Linked DNA regions of Mus musculus: region 2 is linked to region 1. Evidence: chromatin contacts called from public HiChIP or PLAC-seq data. All regions are on one chromosome and are shown on one strand. Each heading gives the region's core, a stretch centred on a gene start, on an enhancer-like site or on the middle of the called end of the contact. The rest is flanking DNA. Distances are from core to core; before and after follow the strand shown. Region 1 overlaps Gng12 (guanine nucleotide binding protein (G protein), gamma 12). Region 2 has its middle 12 kb from the start of A430010J10Rik.

Region 1 (7,500 bases), core at 3,197-5,696:
GAGGGTTAGTTTTGATAACTGCTATAACAGATTATCAAAAACAGCTGAGACAACCAGATGTTTTATCTCATAGTTCTGTAGATCAGAAGTCAGGGTATGTGTGTGACTGGTATGTCTCCTTGAAGTGTTGGCCAGCTTGGCTTTTGTTAGAGGTTCTGGGAAGAATTTCCCATTTACCTCAGGCTCTTTCAGGTTATTGGTAGACTTCTGTTCTTTGAGGGTTGTTCCTTATTGTCTCTCAGTGGGGGCCACCTGCACTTCTTAGAGACTTTTTTGGTACTTGCCATGGGCTTTATACCTTAGCCTGGGCATTAGCACGGCAGACCCTTCTTGTATCTGGATTTTAATGGGCCCTTCTACTCTCTGTTCTCTAGCTAGGGAAATTACCTGCTTCTGAGGGCTGTTTGGGTAGATTTGGTCCAGCATTCATAGGTTCCTGGAGTTAGAGGACCTGAACAGCTTAGGAGGAGAGTTCCTGAGTCATCCTAATACCAGCAGTGGCAAAATGACTGTCTCTGTCTTAGCATAGAGGAGTGACTGATGCTTATACAGCATTGGGAATGTTGGAAAGCATGCTTGAGTGTTAGCTGTTTCCATACAAATGCCATGATCACAGTGGTGGCACAACGCCTGTCACCTTGAACCTTGGTGCATTTGTCAAACCCTAATTAAAAGAATGCATTTTGCTGACAGCAAACTTGATAACAAAGGTAGAGATTAGTACTTAAGTGCCAGAGGTAGGCATGTGCTAGGACACTTCCTTACTCCTTGTAGGAATGTGAGGTAGGGTACACCAGCTCCATTTACAGGGGAGAAAGTTGGTTTGGAAGGGGGCAAAAATCAGTGCTAGTGGCATTCCTCCTATGAATCCCAGGATTCTAAAGTTGGTATACTTTTTATGTATTCACTTGGCTCACTGTCCCGGAGAATAGCATATGAAAAGTGTCACAGGAGAGGCTTCCACTCACTGGAGCAGGTGGTCTGCTAGCTAGGAAGGAGATAAAGGGGAAGGCACATTTTCCTCTGATGGCTCCCTTGTTTGTTCTTGCTATTTAATCTTTAATTCATTGAGACAAGAGCCCCAAGCCTTCATCCTTTTAAATACCCTAATGATCTTCTTAAGTCAACAAAGCAGTTGCCTGATCCGTGAAGATATGGCTTTAAAAAAAGATATGAGCAGTTCTTTAGTAAAACCACACCAACAGTATCCATACAGGACAGGGTAAGTACTGTGGAGGTCATAGAACTAGGAGTCAGGAGACTAGGAGGACTTCCTTAATGGAGAACCTCAGGGAAGGCCTCTGTGTAAAATAATACTTCTGCCAAGACCAGGGTGTGCAAAAGGTAGCCTGAGCTTACCTGTAATCTTAATGTAGATGAACACAAAGAAAGAAGGCCTTTTTGGTAGGCATGAGTGAGAAGTTCAGAGAGCCAGATGATGGGGCTGGAATGCGACTCATTGAGAGTGCCTGCATAGTATGCATAAGGCCCTGAGTAAAGTTATAAGCAACACACACACACCATGTGTGCACCATGTGGTATCATGAATGAAAATGTCTCCCATAGGCTTACATGTTTGAATGCTTGGTATTCCCAGTTAGTGGAACTATTTGGAATGGATTAGGACGGTGTGCCCTTATTGGAGACAGGGTGTCACTGGGGGTGGGCTCTGACATTTCAAAAGCCTGTGCCAGGCCAAGTGTCTTTCTCTCTGCCTGCTGCCTGTGGATCAGGATGTAACTCTCTTAGCTGCTGCTCTAGTACAGTGTGGTCTGCTTCCTACCATGCTGATCATGGACTAACCCTGACACTGTAAGCAAGCCCCCAACTAAATGTCTTCTTCTATAATTGCCTTGGTCATGGGGTCTCTTCACAGCAATAGAACCATAACTAAGACACTGGGTTTAATGAAAGTGCCAACGAGATTTCATAGAGAAATCTCTGTTCACAGATCCGCTATAGTGAGCTGGGAGCCTGTGCCCCAGACATGAGCTTTGTATGACTTCAAAGGGGTGGAAGTTTTGGAACTATTTTTAATTCTTGCCTTTAGCCCCATTTTAAGTGTACCAAAGCATAGGGGATGAGTAGGAGGGTGGGTTGGCAGAAGCAGATAAAAAGAGAGGATGCTTGAGCTCAGAGTGCTCAGGGATCCGCCACACGTTGTGCCAAGAGAATTACTTCAGGTAAACGTTTTTGAAAGCTGAGCTCATCATCCCTTTGAGTCTAGTTTTCTTTTTGCCCTTTTCAGGTCTTTTCAGGACCTCCCCCTCCCTGCAAGTTGTTAGACTCTGAACCCCTGAGTTATCTGATCTCCTTTCTCCCTGACACTTCCTTCTATCCCAGGCAGCCTTGTCCCTGGCCACTTCCTAGCCAGCCTCTCTCTGCCCCTGACTTTTGCACTCTGCTGTCACCAGGTGATTTCTCTGAAATGAAGTTCTGAGTGGTTACTTCCTGCATGACAATGGGCTCCCCAAAATTACCATCCTGTCTGGAAGGAGTTTCCTGTCCAGGTTCAGTCCAGCTATGATTCTTACCAGCCCTGAAGACTTAAAATCACTACCCCTAAAGTGGAGGTGCCAGTGCACCTACCCAAAGGCAACCTGTAGATTTAAAAGGAGTTAATAGTGAGATTCAGTCAGCAGTGTTTGGTACGCGCACCCTCTATGAACAGTATTCGATAGCTACTCTCTGTGTGGCAAGCCCAGCTGGTCTAGCCTGCTGCTTTCAGGTCAGCCTCGCCCCACTCTTCCAGCAGGCAGCAAGATAAGTACAGAATTACTTATTGGGAAGATACAATCAGTAATCTCTGTAGCAGCTTCACTGTCAATGAATTCGCATATTGCCCAGTTTCTAGGAAATCTTTTTTATTGCATTTTACAAAAGTGTTCTTCCGAAGTGAGTTGGTAATAGCCAGTCAGTTTTTTACCCTCTGTCTGCTGAGGTCTAGTGCACACTCACTAAGCACCTATCATAAGGTTTGAGAACACAAGGAGGGTAGTCAACTATGAGAAGGTTTTTCTTTAACCATTGAGCTTCTGCCTATCTCGTTGACCCAGCCTAATCTCGTGTATTGTTGACCCATTAAGAAGATGTGTCTGAGGCACAAGTGATGTATGTAGTCCTCACTGTTCTAAGGTCTATGAGGCAAGGAGTATAAGGACAGTGTCGGGGAGACTGAGTCTGTCTGAGAAGGGCTAGGAGGAGTCAGGAATGGTTTCACAGGTTGTTAAGACAGAGGCAGTGTGACAGAAGATGGAGATGCATGTCTAATGTCAAGACAGTGGCTGAAGCCTCGCTGTAATACTCCAGCCATGTGGTTGAACAACTTCCTCCCAAAGTCTGAGACCTTTCCTTTGTGACCCAAGGCTAATAGCATCTGCCTCTCTCAAGATTGCCCAGAAGCGCTCGAGTATGTGCATGTAGAAAAGTGCCTGACTTCAGAGTTTATAAATTGCTACAGAGTGAGTTCCAGGACAGCCAGAGCTATACAGAGAAACCCTGTCTCGAAAAACCAAAGTAATAATAATAATAAAAATAAATAAATAAATTGCTTGGTGTGACTTTGCTCTCTATACTTTAATCTGGGCACATTAATATATTTTCTTGTCTATGTTTACTGTAACAAGCTAGTCAACCAGTATACTAATGATTACATTGGACTGGATAGTTTTGCCTGTACGTTTTGTCTTCTCAATATGTTGGATCTCAGTGGCATATTTTCATTCATAGTATGACAGGCATGTTAATATATATAAGTCTATGTTTTGAGATGTATTGAATTAAGGAACAGATAATTTGATAGTTTTCAGAAGCTTCAAGAAGAATCAGGTCAAAACATTAATTTCTACCTTACAGGTAGGGAAACTTAGGCACTTCTAGATAGCTTCTGATATTTGCCCAGAGTCATTTAAGATGGCAGATGAATGGCAAAGATAGGATTAGAAGCCTGTGCCCCTTGTTTTCCTGGCTTTATATTTTCTTGTGAACTCAATCCCAAGGCTTGAGAGCTTGGCCATGTTCAGCCCCTTGTTGTCTGTCACCTGGCTTCAACCAGGCATGGGAAGGTTGAGTGAGCCAGAGCCTAGCCTAAGGGAGAGCCCTAGGGAACACCCCACCCAGCAGCCTCTCGGCTGCCCTGAAGGTATTTATGAGTGTGAAGGTCCACCTGGAAACCGAGGGAGAGGCTGGGAAGAGCAACCAGCTGTAGCTGCCAGAGAGTGGAGGAAGGGAGAAGAGGCCTGGTCCCTGAGAGTAAATGACTTGTAACTAACTAGGGTCCAGCAGGAGGAGCCAGGTGGAGCTCAGGGGATGGAAAGCCATGTGGAGAAGTCCAAAGGGCAGGGGAGGCTGCCACAGACTGCTTCTTGGTACACAAGCCTTCTGTCCTCTCAGAGCATTCCCTTTTACCTTCTGCTGGGAAGCATGCGCTCTGCTTACTCACTCACTTGGTGTTGTAATCTTTATTGTGTAGGCAGGCAGAGGGGAGGGCTGCGCACACAGGAAGGCTCTGACCTTAACCCTCCTGACTTGAAACAGTTGAAGAGTGTTTGACATTGTGTTCCTTTAAGTGTGTCGTTTAGTTAGAGAGAAAGCGGTGCTCAGGGAGTAGGATCCAACAGCTTTCCTGAAGCCAAAGTTCCCAGGGTGTGGGTCACACGCTTGTCAACTGGGAGTGACTGAAAAATCACGACACCCAACCGCACCCAGACCTGTGGAGTCAGCCCTTCTGGGTGTGATCCAAAGGCAGTGCCCCTGTGGAGCTCAAGCGAGGTTCAGTGTAAGAACCTTGTAGGGTGCCAGATGAATTCTGCTCTGTGTCAGGACAGAATCAGTCCCTGGCTGCTCAAGAGTCAGGAATTCCATTTGGTTTTCTCATCTACATATGAGGTCTCCGAGGAGCCTTTGAGCACAGATCCATGCAAGCCCCTTCCTTGAAATTTGTCAGGCCTTGTGTAATCCACCCATTAAAGGGGGTGGGGTCAAACCAGAAACTTCTACATTTAAATTGTTACTGCATCCTCTTGTGGAGGAACAAAACAGAATGCCCTCAGAGGAATACTGTCTGTTTCCATTTCCACACACCACAGCTCAGCACAGGTGAGGCCCACAGTTCCGAGTGCCATCAGCTGAGGCTCTGAGGCAGGTCAGCAAGTATTTTTCCAGAGAAGACAGGGTTTTAATATTCTGAGACATTGAGGGTTAACTCTTGACCACCTTGCTATAACATGGAGTATAGGAGCAAATTGTTCTTTGAAGGCCACGTGGACTTCCAGTTTTTATGAGAAATTGTTTTCATGCTTAACATGAAATTCATGTCCAGCACATTTAATTTATCTGTGACTTTCAGGAAAGGCATGTGGACTATTTGAATTCACATGAAATCTGCAGTTTTAGGTTCAAGGCCAAACAGGGTCACTTTTCTTTTTTCTTTTCTTTTTTCTTTTCTTTTCTTTTCAATTCTCTTCTCTTCTTGTTTTTCTTGTTTTTTTTTTGTTTGTTTTTAACAAATGTTTTGCTTGTCTTGAATTTCTAAACCATATGTGTTTCTCTCTCTCTCTCAAGAATGTTCCCAAAAAACCTGAAAGTAGGCATCCCTTGAGAAATTTATGCTCACAAACCTGTTAATTATTAAAAATGAAATCTAAAGGATACAACTTGGTCTTGAAATGTTTATGACATTTGATTAAGAGAAACTGTTGTTTATTGTATCTGCTTTCCCAATCTCCCTCTCTTCCTTGTTTTTATTCCTTTGTTTGTCTGTCTATTTTTGTTTGGGGGTTGTTTTGTTTTTGTTTTTGTTGTTTTGGTTTGGTTTGGTTTTGGCAACTCTGCCTCTGTAGCTCAGGCTGATCTGGAACTGACTTTGTAGTCCAGGCTGGTAGTAAGCTATTGATTTTCTTGCCTTGGCCTTTCCAATCCAAGGACTCCAAGAATGAGCCCCTATACCCATCCATGCGCTTACACTCGACCAGGTATTGAAACCTTCTAAAGAAAGTGTAATTAATTTTACAAGGAGAAAACTACAGTTATGACAGGCACACTGGCTTGTCCAAGGATGCACATATGGACAGCAGACTAGCTCAGGCTTTTTGTGTTGGTATTTTATTGTTGTTAATGATTATCAGTTATTTTTCTTTCTTTGTACCTTTGAAAGACTCTGTCTTTTATTGGTCACAAGATTGTTCTCTGAAGTATATAAAACACAAAAAGTATTTCCAGCTTTCTAAAGCTTGAGGCTCAGCAGAGTCAGCATCCTCAGTATAAAGTCCGGGGAAGAGATGGCAGGTTGAGCATCCGAAGAGCCTACCATCATAACAACTTCGTGGGGTGGAGTTGCCAGGACCCACTCAGTCTCTGTTTCCTGTAAGGTATCGTTGCTAAGAATCCACCTGTAGTTGAAGTTTCATTGGTGGATGTCTTTAATTGACTGTTACATTGAAGTCAAAGGCTTTTCTATCTTGTTTTTTGTTTGTTTGTGTTTTTTGTTGTTAATTTATCAAAAAACACTGCCAAGGGGGTTTAAGAGTAAATGTTGGGAAAGAATTAAGAGTTTGGTGTTCTCCAGAACTCAAAAGAAAAGATTCAAGAATGGCAGTCTGGAAGGGTACTAGGACAAGCCTGGAAGCTGTTTGCTATACAGGCACAATCCCTTTTTTCTCTTTGGTTGTATGTCACCAAAATGTTTTGTAATGATTTTTAAAATATCTATTGACAGTATTGAAAAAGGGGTTTTGCATGTTGGCAATGCAGAAGCCTGATAGATAGTTTATAAATCTCAGCCCTGCCACCTTCAACTTGTGTGACCTTGAAGAACTTACTTAAGCTTTCCATGTCTAGGTGTCCTCTATGGCAAACTAGAAATGAATTCCTGTGAGGTGTGAGTTAATTATCAATGTGTTTATGACTGTATTTGACACTTCCTATTGCCATTTTAATTAACTGAAGCTTAATTATTATAATTGCTGGAGCCAGGAGAGACAGTGGGGGGAAGGGAGGATGCTAAAATTGCCACAGTCCAGCCTTCTGTGAATTCTCCCAGGATAAATAATTCCCTTTGGTGCAGTGATTTGAGGTTTTTGTTTTCATTGGCATGGAACATTGCTTTTGAATTTCCCCAGTAGAGTATAGTGAGATCACCAAACCACTTTAACCCATGCTGGCTTAGATAGAACTCACTGTGTTGGCCAGGCTAACCTCAAAATCATGGCAGTCCTCCTGCTTCGACTTCCCAAGTCCTAGTATTAGAGGCATAAGCCACTATTTACCTCTTAAAACACACTCTGTCTTATTTACTGTTCTATTGCTGTGAGGAGACATCATGACCAAGGTAACTTACAGAAGAAAGTACTTAGTTGGGAGCTTTCTACATTTTAGAGGGTTGATCCATGATCATCAGGGTGGGAAGGAGACAGCATGTTGCAGGAGCAGTAGCTAAGGGTTTTGCATCCTGTTCCACAGACAGTAGGCAGAGGGAGCCAGGCAACTTTAGCCTCCTCTATC
Region 2 (7,500 bases), core at 2,848-5,347, 260 kb after region 1:
ATGGCTTCAGAATGGCTGTTCTAACTATATAGAAGTTCACTGAGGGGCTGGCGAAATGGCTCAGTGGGTAAGAGCACTGACTGCTTTCCAAAGGTCCTGACTGCTCTTCCAAAGATCCTGAGTTCAAATCCCAGCAACCACATGGTGGCTCACAACCACCCATAATGAGATCTGATGCCCTCTTCTGGTGCTTCTGAAGTCAGCTAGAGTGTACTTATGTATAGTAATAAATAAATCTTTGGGCCTGGGCGATCAGGGTTGACCGGAGCGAGCAGAGGTCCTAAAAATGCAATTCCCAACAACATGCAGTCTCACAACCATCTGTACAGCTACAGTGTACTCACATACATAACAAATCAATAAATAAATCTTTAAAAAATTAAAATAAAATAAAAAGAAGTTCATTGAGGTATATAGGCCTTGGAGCTGTTTCATTTTGGTGTATGTGTGTTGTTTGATTGTATTTTCAAGGTTCCTTTTAAATAATAAAGTTTATAAGAGAAGATGAGAGACCTTTTAGTGAAAATAGCAAATGTGTGCACTGTGGGACTGGTACCAGTAAGACTTGACTCATGTACCTTGGTATGTCAACACCACAGATGTTTACCTAAAAGTGTGTTTTGTACCACCACTGTGGGCCCTTTCAAATTTCATAAGATATGTATAGCCAGCACCTAGTGCACTGGCTTGAGACAAAAAAAAGTCAAATTGAGTTTTCTTTCTCAGCAGATTTCTCTGAGGGGAGAAACCAAAGCCTCAAAGCCCAGCCTGAGAGCTAAGGAGATGACCTGGGAGGTTAAGAACACTGGCTGTGCCTGCGGAGGACACAAGTTTGGTTCCTAGCATCCACATAGGACAACACGGAACTTCTATAAATCCAGCCGCCCAGGATCCGACATCCTCTGCTGGTACTTACACTCATTCATATTCACACCATTTAAAGACTTTTGAATGAATCTTAAAAATAGAAAAGAAACAAACAAGAGTAAGAAACCAAGCCTGGCATTTAGCCCATGTTTCCAACCCTTTAGATGGGTTATTTCAATTAACTTTCAGAATTAAACCACAAAGAGGGTTAGAGGTATAGCCCATTTTAAGAGGTGCTTGCCTAGCATACACTACACCTGGTTCTGATCCCAGGGCACATACACACAAAAGTAGAGAGATTAGTCTCCTCCAAGGGGGTGAGAGCACTGCCTAACACCACATTAGCTAACACACGATGGTCGTGAGCACAGGATGTCACGTCACGCCCCAGGTGATCTGTGCATGTCTTCATTGCTGTCATTTAATTCTACCTGACATTTCTGTTTACCATTCTGATTACCAAGGGAGATACGTGTAATTTCCTGTCATCCACCCAGTGTTAGCAAAACGTTAAGTCTTGACCATGAAGGAATTGTCTGGATCTACTTGGGGCTGATCAGTAAGTGGCCACTCTTTGCAAGTGTTTGCACAGATGGCTGCCTCAGTACACAGAGGTGCTCTAGCTATAAGGACGGAGGGCATAAAAACAGTAAGCTGGGCTCGGGGCACAGTACACTACTGGGAGAGCGAGGCTTAGAATGTCCAAGGTCCTGAGGTACCTTATGTTTACAATGAGGCAAATCTGGGCAAGAGATAGTCAGGCGTTCAAGGAGCAAACAAGTGGGAAAAGATGGAAGTGTTTGGAGGAGACTCGAAGCTTTGTGTTTCCTCTTTGAATCATTTACTTCTCCAGCTAGTTATTCTTTACGTTGTTTGCAAGGTCTTGTCTTTCCCATTTGAAACACAGTTGGCCAGCAGCTGGAGATGCTGAACACTGGCGTGTATAAAACCCTAGACTCCATTCTCAACAGGTTTAAAAAAAAAAAAAAAGGCTAGTCACTTCTGCTCCAGCAAACCAGGTTGTGACTTCCGGGGCTGCAGTGGCTAAGGACAGTGTTGCAGCAACATAACATAATCATAAAGACCTCTGCCTTTATTGTCTGTTTCAGTCTATGCCACATGAAACCCTAACCAAGTTCTTCCACCAGTAAGCCAGTTAAAACAGCCAAGTTCACAGTGAAAGAGCTGAAAACGGAAGAGGGACAAAGAGAACAGCTGATCAGGATTCCTCTTCCAGAGCCAAACGTGAGGTTAGGTTTAAATTGAAGCCAGAGTTGATAGTTTCCTGACTAAAAAAAAAAACTACAATTCCCAGATTCCCCTGCAGCCGGGCAAATCCACATGAAAGGGAGGAGGGACTATGGGAGGAAAGAGTGCTACAGTCATTTTCACTCCTAAAAAGGGTCACAGCCATCTTACCCCCACGCCCAGGCATTCTCAACCACCCCCGTGGATGTGAGTGAGTGTCAGCCAATGAACACGATCCCACCCGTCTAAAGTCAGATGCCTCTCTTTTTCTGCTTCCCATCTCTTTTAAGCCGCCTTAGAAACCTAACAAGTCATGCATATCTAAGCACTCCTGGTGCGTTCCTGCCCACCAGTAATCAATCTTGTTTCAACTCCATTTTCCTGAAAAGTGCAACTTGTCTGGACTCAGCTATGCTTGCTTTCACTTCCTAACAATCCTGGGACTAAAAGTTGCAGAATGCTGATTTGTGGGATGGTTAAGAGGGAACCTGGACTAAACAACTGAATTGATATGTAAATAGAAAACTGGGCTTTTGTTCTGCATGAGATGAGCTAGCAAAAAGTGATAGCACTTCCTTTTTTTTAAGGATTCTTCTCAATCGAGCAGTGGTGGTGCATGCCTTTAATCCCAGCACCTGGGAGGCAGAGGCAGGTGGATTTCTGAGTTCAAGGCCAGCCTGGTCTACAGAGTGAGTTACAGGACAGTCAGAGCTATCTGTCTCGAACCCCCCCCCCCCCAAAAAAAAAGAGCTGAGCTGTCTAGAGAGTGAACAAATCTTTTAGAATGTTTTTAACAGGATTTCTGATTTGGTCAGAAAATCTATAGAGAGAAACACAGCTCTTTTAGAATTTTTTTCCTAATAGGATTTCGGACCTCAGTCTCAGGAACCCAAACGTAGTCCAGGCTGGTCCTTGGAACACTGTGCATAAGTTGGAACCTGCTATGAAGATTTCAGAGTGCATGTGACTCCTGACACTGTGCAAAAGGAAGAGACGAAAAGAAGAGCAGCTTTTGATGCTTAGAAGAATGGACGGCCCTTGAAGATCAAAGGCACTCCCGGGCTAGCTCCATGGTCAAGGCAGCTTATAAAGGAAGGCATTTAGTTGAGGCTTGCTTACAGATTCAGAGGGAGAATCCATCACAAGCATTGCAAGGAATGGGGTGGCAGGCAGGTAGGCAGGCAGGCAGGCAGGCAGGCAGGCAGGTAAGACTCTGGGGCAGTAGCTGAGACCTTACATCCTAATTCCCAGGCAGCAGGCAGAAAATTTGAGACTAGACCTTGTGTATGGTTTTGAAACCTTAAATCCCACTCCCAATGACATATCTCCTTCAATAAGACCGCACTTCCCAATCCTTCCTAAACTACTCACAAACTGGGAACCAAACCTTCAAATAGGCGAGCCTATGGGGGGTGGGGGGGGGGACAATTCTTATTCAAAGCCCTGCTCCTACGTTATAGGTTTCTGATATGGATCAGGTGAGAAAATGCACGTACTTCCCTCTGTCCGATGCGTCATTAAGTGCCAACTTATGATTGCTTACTTTATAAATGTGTGTGAATTGTAACTAAACAATCTTTAAATATGTGATTGCTAAAAAATATTCTCCCCGAAGTCTGTAAAGGCCACATCGGACTGAAGTCAAACCTACGAATACAAGGTTTGACCCAAGTTCCTCCGTGCTGTGAGAGTTGAGGACAGTTTGCACCAAGGGTCATAGTGCACTGGAACTGGAGAGATCTGGCTGTTTTGTGACTGAAATGCAAACAAATCAAATGATGCCATGTGAGCTAAACCCAGGCTTGGATCAAGGTTGATTATATTCGTTCATTCATTCATTCATTCATTCACTCACTGCAATGCTTTCTGAATGGTTTCTGCTCTGAGGGGTCAGAGTATTTGTGAAGTTCAAACTCCTGGGCTAAAAGTTCAAGCTGAGCAATAAGATTAAGCAAGGATCATGTAGAACCTGTTACCAACCTGTAGAGGGAGCTCAGAGCCAGGCAGAATCTCCGCTAACCCACCTGGCTTGCAAATAGCTCGTACAGGACTGGCCAGGTCTCTTGCCAACAAGTGAGCCTTTGTTTAGGAATCATCATGAAAAACCCAGCACCTAGGAGAAATGAAAGCGAAACCTACAGTGGTGGGACCCGTGTCACCCAGCAGCTGCTACTGAGCTGCTTCGCTCTCTGCAGAATTAGAAACAGATCCTTCTACTAAAGTCTATGACTTAATTTTAAATAAATTATAGAGACTAGTTCAGTACAATGGCCTAATAGGTCAGTGCAGAGCATGAGGTTTGGCTTCTGTGTATCCAGGACTCCCTGAGAGTCTGGAGCTTTGCTTCCAAAGGTCTCTGAGGTCAGAGTGGGGTTGGGGTTATGATTCTGGGGTCCCACTGATCACTGCAGGACCTGGAGTTTGTACAGCTGTACGCCCATAGGTTGCTTTAGGCCGTTGACTCTAGCCACAACTCCTAATAGTAGACAAACATCGCTGCAGCGGTCTGAAATTTGTTATTTTAGCTCTAGTAGGTTCATAGAATCCAGAGGCGACCAAGGTCATAGACTTGGAAGAACATGGTTTCAAAACAAATCCACTTCAACAGAAGCATAAAGCATGATAAAGCAACAAAAAAAAATATACTACAACCCAGGATCTATCATCACTCACTGATGAACCCCCTTTAAAACACAAACGTGGGCTGGAGAGATGGCTCAGTGGTTAAGAGCACTGACTGCTCTTCTGAAGGTCCTGAGTTCAAATCCCAACAACCACATGGTGGCTCACAACCATCTGGATTGAGATCTGACGCCCTCTTCTGGTGAAGACAGCTACAGTGTACTTAAATTATAATAATAAAATCTTAAAAAAAAGAAAAGAAAAGAAAACACAAACTTATTACAGAGAAAGCTGAAATGTCTGAAAAAGAATTTAGAGTTTTACTGTTTAGAAAAACTAGCAATCACATAAAAGATTCAAAGATGCACAAGCTAAAATCTATTCAGAACCTTGACAAGACACCCTTCCGAAGTGAATGTAACAGTTAAATTGAAGGCAAAAGTTCAAAATACGAAATTTAGCAAGGAGATTAAAACATTGAAAGCAAATAGCTTGGGTGTGGTGAGGCACTTCTTCAATGCCAGCACCTAGGAGGGAAAGTTAGGCAGATCTCTGAGGATATGAGATCTCTGAGGATATGAGATCTCTGAGGATATGAGGTCAAGCTCTGAAAGGAAGCAACTGTGAACCAACACTGCTATCCCCTGCAAAGCCATCTTTCCAAACTTACAGAAAGATAACAAGACAAACACAAATTAAGGCAACTCATGAGAACCAAGCCATCCCTACAGAAAGTTCTTAGTGGAGTACTTTACAGAAAGGAAGACGAAACAGAGCCCAACTTCAGATAAATAAACTAGACTTGGAAAGGAAAGTATATACAAAACAGCAACTCAATTAAAATGAGAAGGAAAATGATGTGAACAATCAAATAAAACAAAACAAATGACTAACACATTTACAGAAAAAGCAAACCCTTTTCTTTTTTTCTTTTTCTAAAGATTTATTTATTTATTTTATGTATATGGGTACACTGTAGCTGAAGAGATGGTTGTGAGCCTTCATGTTGGGAATTGAATTTTTAGAACCTCTGCTCATTCTGGTCAACCCCACTTGCTCTGGTCGGCCCTGCTTGCTCCAACCCAAAGATTAATTTATTATTATACATAAGTACACTGTGGCTGCCTTCAGATGCTCCAGAAGAGGGCGTCCGATCTCCTGGTGGTTGTGAGCCACCATGTACTTGCTGGGATTTGAACTCAGGACCTTCAGAAGAGCAGTCAGTGCTCTTACCTTCTGGACCATCTTGCCAGCCCCCCAAACCCTTTTCTATAATAACTTTAAATGTAAGTGGTCTCAACTTATCACTGAAAAGATACAGACTAATGGATTAGATTAAAAAATAAGAAACAGGGGCTGAGAGATGGCTCAACGGTTAAGAGCACTGACTGCTCTTCCGAAGGTCCTGAGTTCAAATCCCAGCAACCACATGGTGGCTCATAACCATCCATAACGAGATCTGGTGCCCACTTCTGGTGTCTGAAGACAGCTACAGTGTACTTACATATAATAAATAAATAAAATTTAAAAAAAAAAGATTTATTTATTTAAAAAAAAAAAAAATAAGAAACAACGACTGTATAAGGTATCCAACAAACACACTTAACTGGTAAAGATACCCCAAACTTAACATCAAAGGATGAAAAACAAACTATAAGAAAATGGAAAACATAAACAACTTGCATAGCTATTTTTTTATCAGACAAAATAAATCTCAAACTAGAGCTAATTAGAAGAGAAAGGACATTACATATTAACAAATGGAACAATTCATTAAGAAGATATAACAATTATAAACCTTCATGCACCAAACATTGTAACTCCTAATTTAATAAAAACAAACACTAAAAGACATAAAAGACCACAAAGATCCTGATACAATATAGAGGGAAACTTCGATAGTCTATTCTCATACTTAGATAGGTTTTCCTAATTAAAAACAAGTAAAGAAACTTTAAGGCTAAAATATACTATTGGTGAACTGGAGCAAGTAAAAAAATGAGATAATTGTTTGTATCCTATCAGACCATGGTGCAATAAAAATAAGAGAAACCACAAAAATACTGAAGAGTGAACAACATATGAACAGGGAATCATCCAAAAAAATCAGAGAGAAATAAACAAACAAAAATTTCTAGAGACAAATAATAGTGGAAACCCATCCTATCAGGACCTCTGAGATGCAGCCAAGGCAGTCCTATGAGTAAAGCTTATAGAGATAAGGGCTCATATTAAAAAAATCATGGGGTTGGAGACATGGCTTGGAATTTAAACACACTGACTGCTCTTCCAGAGGTCCTGAGTTCAATTCCTAGCAACCACATTGTGGCTCACAACCATCTATAACAGGATCCAATGAGTTTTTCTGGTGTGTCTGAAGAGGGTGACAGTGTACACACATACATTAAATAAATAAATAAATAAATAAATAAATAATCATAAAGAAAAAAATCTGAGTAATATCAAATAAATATCATAACAACCTAATTACATACCTCAATTCTCTTGAAAAGACAGTTAAGTAGCCTATCTGGAACACAGTAGATAGCAAAAAGCAATAAAGATTAAGGAAGAAATTAAAAAGATGGATATTAAAAAGGACAATAGACAAAATCGCCTAAAGAGTTGGTTCTTTAAAAAAAGATTTACAAACCACATAGTCATTCAATTGATATGGAAAAGGCATTTGAGTAAGTCCAACATATCCTTATGATAAAAGTTCTGGAGACTTTGGGAATACATGGAGCATACCTCAAAATAATA

What was found. HiChIP or PLAC-seq counts read pairs in DNA pulled down with a chosen protein or histone mark.
Region 2: an H3K4me3 HiChIP or PLAC-seq map of bone marrow-derived macrophages shows a contact between it and region 1, with 4 times the contacts expected there. The contact joins two enhancer-like sites. A contact is called at or near these places in 2 of 484 Hi-C or Micro-C datasets (cerebral cortex and hematopoietic stem and progenitor cells), 3 of 115 datasets of contacts at active chromatin or transcription factors (bone marrow-derived macrophages and embryonic stem cells) and 1 of 9 other capture datasets (embryonic stem cells).

What each region holds. Positions count from the first base shown.
Region 1 is chr6:66,906,420-66,913,919 of GRCm38.p6, forward strand. All of the region lies in intron 1 of Gng12 (guanine nucleotide binding protein (G protein), gamma 12), which reads left to right. All of the region lies in intron 1 of 4930597O21Rik (a long non-coding RNA gene), which reads right to left. Among named protein-coding and RNA genes, the nearest start is that of Gng12, 14 kb to the left of the region's middle. Within about 2 kb of position 4,447, at least 158 of the 459 cell types and tissues checked have an H3K27ac peak or open chromatin away from gene starts, as enhancers often do. A contact at or near this core is called in bone marrow-derived macrophages, where this site is marked.
Region 2 is chr6:67,166,269-67,173,768 of GRCm38.p6, forward strand. No RefSeq gene overlaps it. Among named protein-coding and RNA genes, the nearest start is that of A430010J10Rik, 12 kb to the left of the region's middle. Within about 2 kb of position 4,098, at least 83 of the 459 cell types and tissues checked have an H3K27ac peak or open chromatin away from gene starts, as enhancers often do. A contact at or near this core is called in bone marrow-derived macrophages, where this site is marked.